2 separate regions of the Mus musculus genome follow, and region 1 is linked to region 2. A link is a contact called in public Hi-C data. All regions are on one chromosome and are shown on one strand. The core of a region is the stretch at or near the end of the contact, and the rest is flanking DNA. Distances in the headings are between cores, read along the strand shown. Region 1 holds the start of Acot9 (acyl-CoA thioesterase 9). Region 2 holds the start of Fam120c (family with sequence similarity 120, member C).

Region 1 (3,900 bases), core at 837-3,336, 3.9 Mb after region 2:
ACTCTGGATCCTTTTCCCACTTTTTGGCATTAGGACTCAAACACAGGATGTTACACATGTTGGGCGAATACTACCACTGTGCTAACATCTCAGAAACATGCCCCGCCCCTTTAGTTTATTTTGAGAAAGAGTCTTACTGTTTTGTGGAGGCTGGCTTTGAATTCATTACAAAGCCCAGGGTAGCTTCAGAATGACTGAATCTCTTGCCTCAGTCTCCAGGAACCTTGTATTTCAGGAATGTGCCATCACATCCGGCTTATTTAGATACTTTTGAGTTAGCTATATAATACAGGAAATGAGCCAATTTTAGAAACACAGTTTCTCTAGTCTATGAAACCATAGCATAAATTAGCTTGAAAGCCGATGACATAAACTCCCAGGAAAATTCTTTATTTAAATCAGATATCCAGAATCTCTATTAGCAGAAGGGATTATGTTTATTAATACTTTTCATTCATACTTCATGGGTGAACTGTAACATAGTATAACATTTAGCTAGTTCAATGTTCTACTTGTAGTGAAGACAGTGAAAATGCATTCGTTAATCTATCATTAGGCATTTTACATTTTTCATTATATGTGGAACACAAGTAAGAAAATGGTGAGTTGGCAGATCACTTGTGTAAGGACAGTGAATTTCATCATGGCATAATTGTTGCATGTTTTCTCCACAGTTACATGTTTTCTATCTGGCTTTGTGACTTACTTTGCCTTCTATCCATGCTTTCCAAACGGTGATACATCTTAAATGTCTTACAATGGCAACAAGAACAACGATGAGACATAGGGGTTGCTAAGACATTAAAAGAATAATACAACACATTTATTTTTATGTGTATTAGTCTTTGCTTGCTTGCATGTATGTATGTATGTATACTATGTGTATGGCCTGGTACCTGCAGAGGCCAGAGGAGGCCAACTGATCCTCCTGAAAGTGGTTGGAGCTGGCACATGGGTACTGGGAACGGAACCCTGCTCCCCTGCAAGAACAAGTGTGCTAACTAATCTTTCTAGCCTGGTTAAAGGACTAAGCTAGAGACACACATGAATGCTAGGTGGCTGATTTTAATAGGGCTTTCCTGACTTTAGAACTAATATTAGCTAAGTAGTGAGACATTTCTCACTTTAGATATTATCTTCAGTGGAGTCTATGGGGTTCATTGCTCAGGACTTATTTTCTAAGAAAATGCTTTGGAGTCTCATGAAGGGTCACTTAAGTAAACTTGTATAATTAGTAGATTGTGACTCAGCACCTGGCCATGTGTCTGAGTGAGGGAATTCCTCGGAGGTAAATTAGACCTTCTCATAATTGATGAGTCTAGGAATGTGCCATCATGCCTAATTCTGAAAACTTCCTTTCTTCTGTCCTTTTTCTCCTTTTTTGGAATTGGGACTTGAACCCAGGGACTCTGGCATGCTAGGCATACACACTCTGCCACTTAGCTCTATCCCTCAATCCTTTTTTTTTTTAACCTTTCATTTTGAGATTGGAGCGCAGTAAACTGCACAGGTTGGCCTAGAACTTTGTAATCAGGCAGGTCTTGAATTTGTGATCTCCCAGACTCAGCTTCCTGGGTTGCTTGGATAACAAGAATGGGCCTCCCTTGAAATTCTCTTCAACTTAATTTTTCTTACTAAGCTTCATCTTTTTAAAAACCAAAACGTCAAATAAAAACAGGGACACTATTTCTTACGGCCTAAACCTCACTTCAGCCCTGGTTGGCCTCTAAGTGGTAGCAATTCTCTTGCCTCAGTCTTCCTACTTCTGGGAAAATAAGCAGGGTACCCATATTTTGAAAAGCTGCTCATATGATGCCAAGGGCAAGAACTACAGACTGGGAGTAAAGGTTCAAGTGTCAAAAATAAAAGAGTTCTACCAAGGTGGAGGAACGAGGTGCTTTGCTGAGTGGTTCATTTACTTAACAATGGAGGGAAGAGCCCTGCTTATAAATAAGTCTCCGACCCCACCTAGCTGATTGAGTGGGAAATTCCATTGTCTCGGTCTCCAGTCTCCAGCTGCAGACCAATCAAATAGCAGGACCCGCCATTCTCTACGCAGAAGTCCCGCCCCCTGGCGGCACAGCCCTACCCCGGGCAGCGCAGCCCCGCCCTTCCTGCAGTGAGGCCCTCCCTATCCCGGGCCCTCTTGTGGCGTCACCTAGAAGGTGGGAACCAAGATTCAGTCCGGCGCGGTTGCCGGTGTTTGGAGGTGTCCTCACGCTCACGCTCTTCTGCTACCGGTTTGTCTCTACCCGGGAGGACCTTGGTTGTCCACCCGTGGGTAGGCAGTGGAGTGCCATGAAGCGGGCAGCGATACGGTAGGTGGCAGGGCGTGGAAGGGCGCTGCCCCGGAGTGCCCACGCCTTCCCCTTTGAGGCTCGGAGCCTAGCGGGGCGGAAGAAGCCGCGGGTGGGATGGGGGTGGTGGATATTTGGCTTGGGAGGAAAAGGCACCCAGTGCCAGACCCCGTCCTCCGGCCTACCCTGGAAAAATGCCACCACCCTACTTTAGCGACAGCTGACACTTTTAAAAGGGAAGACGTTGGGTGTTCCCTTGAAATTCCTATCCTTTTGCTCACCAGGGGTGTGGCTGGAATCTTGGTGTAGCCCCTTTTTTCAAAAGCCAGTACTTTCAGTTCTGCCTTGCCTTGCGAGCACTTTTCTCTTAAAAAAAAAAAAAACATTTTGGGGGTTAAGTGCATGACACACTTGGAATCTGTCTTAAGTATGTTATCATACTTGTAAAGACTGTAGAGACCATTTGGCTCTCTTAAGCTGATTCATCTGTTTGGTTTAATTTTATTTAGATCTATTTTTTATTATTTTATGTATGAACATTTCTCTTGCATGTGTGTCTGTGTCCCACATGCCTGCCTGGTGCTTGAGAAGGTGGTGAGCCTCCATCTGGGTGCTGGGAATCAGGTCTTTTTGCAACAAGTGCTCTTAACCACTGAGCCAACTCTCCAACCCCTTGTTTGTTAATTTACTCTTTTTTTTTTTTTTCTGAGACAGGGTTTCTCTGTGAATCTTTGGCTCTCCTGGAATTCACTGTATGTAGACCCAACTCATCTCAAAATCAGAGATCTGCCTGCCTCTGCCTCCCCAGTGCTGGGATTAAACACATATCAACATCCTGTTTGTTTTTGAGATAGAATTTACTGTGTAACCTTGGCTGGCCTAAAGTTGGCTATCTATATATATCGATATCTATCTCTTTCTTTATCTATATCATCAACCAGACTGGCCTCGAACTCACCATATATCTACCGTCCTATGCTTCTCCAGTGCTGGCCTGAAGAGCTTGAGCCACCACTTCCAGCTCTTATCTGTATATTTATTTATTGCTTTGAGATCTCTAGCCAAGAAACCAGGTAATACTAGCAGGCCTCGGACCCATGTCAAGTCTGTCAGGTTTCAACTTTTCTAGTGCTGGGATTTACAGATGTATTTTCTCGTGCCCAGTTTAGAACATGCCTTTGATAAGCAGCAAGGCCTTGTAATGAAAGTGCACCCTTGGACCACATAGGCCATTTTGGTAGATCTAATTTCCAACTGGCACAGTTAAGGAGCATGGTCTTTAGGCTGCCAGTCATGTCTGGCTGTCCCACAGTATGCAAGGTTTTTTTTTGTTGTTGTTTTTTTTGTTTTTGTTTTGTTTTGTTTTGTTTTGTTTTTTCCAGCTTGCCTGGTTCCAAGAGAATGGCACTTGCTTTGGATTCAGAAGCCATCCCACTATTGGTGAGCCTGACTTTGACATGGGTCTCACTAATTCTGTCCTTGGTCTGCCTTTACTTTTTCTAGGACCCTTGCTGTCAGTTGAACAAGGTGTGTTATCTCCCTACCCACCAGCACCCAAGCCTTATTACACTATTTGAAGACAGGTTGAAAGTCATTAAAAGAC
Region 2 (3,598 bases), core at 976-3,475:
GAATCTTCCACCTCAGTTTTTAAGGCATTGTCTCTTATTGGCCTGGAACTCACCAATTAGACTAGGTTGCTTGGCCACTGGGTCCCAGAAATCCACTTGGCTCTACTTCCCCAGCCCTGGGATTACAAATGCACTACATTGAGCCTGGCTTTTTGGTGTGGTCTTTGAGAATTGAATCCAGGTCCTCATGCTTGCAAAGCAAGCATTTTAACCAGAGAGCCATCTCACCGACCCAGAAAGGATGATTTGAAGGTAGAATAATAAAGGGTTTTCATCTAAAGGTATCTCACTTGTGGCTAACAGTTTCATTAAGTGGCTTATGATCCAATTATTTTTGTTGTTGTTGGGACTTAATTTTTTTCTTTACTGTTTGTTTTGTTTAGTTCTTATCTCAGGCTGACCTGGAAAATAATAATTTCAAAGTTGTGGCAATCCTCCTGCCTTGACCTTCTGAATGCTGGGTTTATAGATGTAAGCCAACACACTCAGTTAAAATATGGCATTACAAGCAAATGTGAACATGATAGGATTTATTTACTTCCTTGGTTCTTTGAAATCACTGGGTAGCCTAGGCTGGCCTAGAACTTAAGGTGACTGTCCCATGTCAACTTCCTGAGTACTAAGATTGCAGGCACATACCATCATGCCTAAGACAACAGTTTTTGCAGTAATCTTATCAAGTTAACAATGAGAAGGCTAATTTTTAGGAAAGGGATGCTGGACAAACTCTCTAGTAAGCACAGTTTACTAAAAACATCTATTCTCTTCATCTTTCATGCCTTCAAGCTATTGCCTTTCCCTTTTTTTTCAAAAACAATTTTTATTAGCTATTTTCTTCATTTACATTTCAAATACTATCCCGAAAGTCCCCTATACACCCCCCACCTCCCTCTCCCTTGCCTTTCATGTTGTCTCCCATCCCTGCTATTCTGGATCTACTACTCTTATGACAAACCCGGTTTGGAATTTGCAACCTGTTTTTGGTTTCATCCTATCAAACCATTCTGATGTCATTCCTGGGGTTCTGCTCTTTTATGTTCTGTAAATTCCAAGCCAGATAGATACAACTACTCTGCATGCAGATCTTGTTTTCTGCTGTAGTCTGGCTGAAGTAATGGGCCCTAAAACTTGACAGAAGACAGACTCTACATGGATTTCATTGGAGAAGCATGCTGAAATGTACTTTTCAAAAGACTGTGATCAAATTAGAACCTTTGCAGCTATTTTGAATTGTTCCCACATGGACACATTTAGTAGGTTGGAAAACAAAAAAAATCCCCTAACCATATGGCATAGCTTAGTGAGTACCAATAAGGTCCAAGTTGTAGTTGAATTTGAGTGGGTGTTTAATCTCCCTGACCAGAGATCCTGAGGCAAATTATAGGCAATTTCATTTTGTCTATGCATTCATTGTCTTAAGTAAATGTTTTACCATTTGTAAGGTGGATAACTCTTCAAAGTATGACAGTAGATGTTAGCGGTTTTTATGTATCATATGTGTTCTTCTCCTTTCGTTAAAAGTTGTGCATATCATCTTTTCAATGGAAGGGAAATTTCTCCCTTTCAGGGAACTTTAGCTCACTTTAGCCAAATTCTACTAATCCACAGTACTTCCTTTCCCATGATGCATCATCTCCATTTCTTTCCCTGGGCATGGTGGTATAATATCCTGAGGCAACTCGGTTGGATACTAGGAGTTCTGGTACAAATCCTATACACACATTTTCTTGGCCCGCTTCTTCTGACACTATGAGCATCAAGGCCTGACAGGTGTGATCCTCTGGTTCTAAGACTGCATCCTGAGGCCATCCGGGAAAAGACTACAACTCCCAGGATGCTCATCCGCCCCGCCCCTGTACCCCTCCCCCAGCTAGAAAGCGAGTATCACAGAGAAGACGAGGCAACATGGCTCCCGGAGGTGGAAGGCAGAGGCTTCACCCCCTTTGAAGCAGTGAAGAAGAGCAGCGGAGGGGAACGGGAAAAGAGGAGTGACTACGACTTTGTCATCGCTTTTATCTTCCCAGCCTCTTCTGAGTCTGGTCAGCCTCACCTCTGCTCTCCACCCGCACCCAGTCTGTGGTCTCCTCCCCTCCCCGCCCACGTTCCCTCGCCCCTCCCGTTCTCAAACCCTCTCTCCGCCCCCCTCGCCCCTACCCCCCGCGGAGTGCGCACGCGCCCGCCTCCAGCTTCGCGCGGGGATCGCCGACTGGCCCGCTTGCGCAGCCGCTGTTCCTTCTACCCACGGAGGAAGCATGGGCGTCCAGGGCTTCCAAGAGTTCCTGGAGAAGCGCTGTCCCGGGGCTGTGGTGCCTGTGGACCTCCTCAAACTCGCGCGCACCGTCTCGCGCCAGCAGCAGCAGCAGCACCTGCACCGCCAGCTGCCGCCAGCAGCCCTAGCGCCAGGGGCTCCACGCATCACCAGGGGCTCTGCTCCTCTGCCGCCGCCGCCGCTCCCGCCCGCTGCCTTTGGTGCTTACTCCGGGGGCGCGGGGCCGTCTCGGCACCATCACCCTGCTCACCATTTCCACCACCATGGCCAAGCGCCGCCAGGGCTGCATCCGCCGCCGCCCCCTCCGCTGCCTGGGGCTCGGGTATTGGTAGACGCGGGCTCGGCGCTGCCGCGGCTCTATGGTGGCTACCAGACGGATTGGGTTTGTGGCGGCCAGTGGAATGCCATGCTGGGCTACTTGTCAGCGCTGTGCCAGGCTTGTGCCTATCCGGGCGGAGACGGCCTGGAGCTGGTGGTCATGTTCCCTGGGGGCCTGGGGAAGGACCGACTGGCCGAGTGGGGCCGTCGGTGCCAGGCGGAGCGGCAGACTGCGCAACTGATCGTGGGACACGTGGGCAACAAGGGCACCCCTCCACCGCGGGCCTGGTTCCTGCCACCTGCCTGTCTGAGCCACTGCGTGAGGCTAGCACTCATCCGCTTCCGGGTCAAGGTGAGGGAGGGGTTAGATTTTTAAATGAAATGCCCCACACCTGTTCCTTCCAGACTAAACACCTAACCATTCACCGACCTACCTGCCACCCACTCAGTCAGCTAACTTACTGGCGACCATTTTATCCCCTCGTGCCCCCGTCATATGGCCTATTAATTCCCTTACCTACATGATTGTATCTCTAGCCATGCCATCCCCGTAACCCCCTTTACTCACACAATTGGCCTACCTGTTGGTTCTAGCAGAATTGACTCAAAATTCCTCCGGGCTTCATGTTTCTCTTGCTATCATCCCCCTCAAACTGAAATATGTTTTTTCTTCATTTTCCAGTTGACATTCCCTCCCCTATATCTGTTTTCAACCCCATGGCAAATAAAACAGATGTTAGTCGAACACCTTTGTTCTATAATTTTCCCCCATTTGACACCTAGTACTTCTTTTTTCCCCATCCATTGAGCCCTTTTCATTTCAACATGCTTTTATCTTGGCATGCCTTAGCCCAAACAATTCACTGATTGAGTCACTATTCAGGAAGATGAACACGCTCAGTAGGGGGTTTCAAAGACGGTTGGGGGTGCGGGGAGGGGCTCTCAAAAACCCCAAGACGCCATTCTTGGCTTTGAAAGATCAAATGCGCAGCATTTACTTGCTGGTGTAAA

Evidence for each region. Hi-C and Micro-C count contacts between places; a contact is called where the count stands out from the background.
Region 1: a contact with region 2 is called in a Hi-C map of CD4 T cells, with 7 times the contacts expected there. The contact joins the promoter of Acot9 here to the promoter of Fam120c in region 2. A contact is called at or near these places in 1 of 39 promoter capture datasets (second pharyngeal arch cranial neural crest) and 1 of 484 Hi-C or Micro-C datasets (CD4 T cells).

The regions. Positions count from the first base shown.
Region 1 is chrX:155,260,357-155,264,256 of GRCm38.p6, forward strand. It overlaps Acot9 (acyl-CoA thioesterase 9), which reads left to right and starts at 2,087. Exons shown (of 15, transcript NM_019736.4): 1 at 2,087-2,318. The coding sequence starts at 2,299.
Region 2 is chrX:151,341,998-151,345,595 of GRCm38.p6, forward strand. Fam120c (family with sequence similarity 120, member C) reads left to right here and starts at 2,226. Exons shown (of 16, transcript NM_198105.2): 1 at 2,226-2,939. The coding sequence starts at 2,253.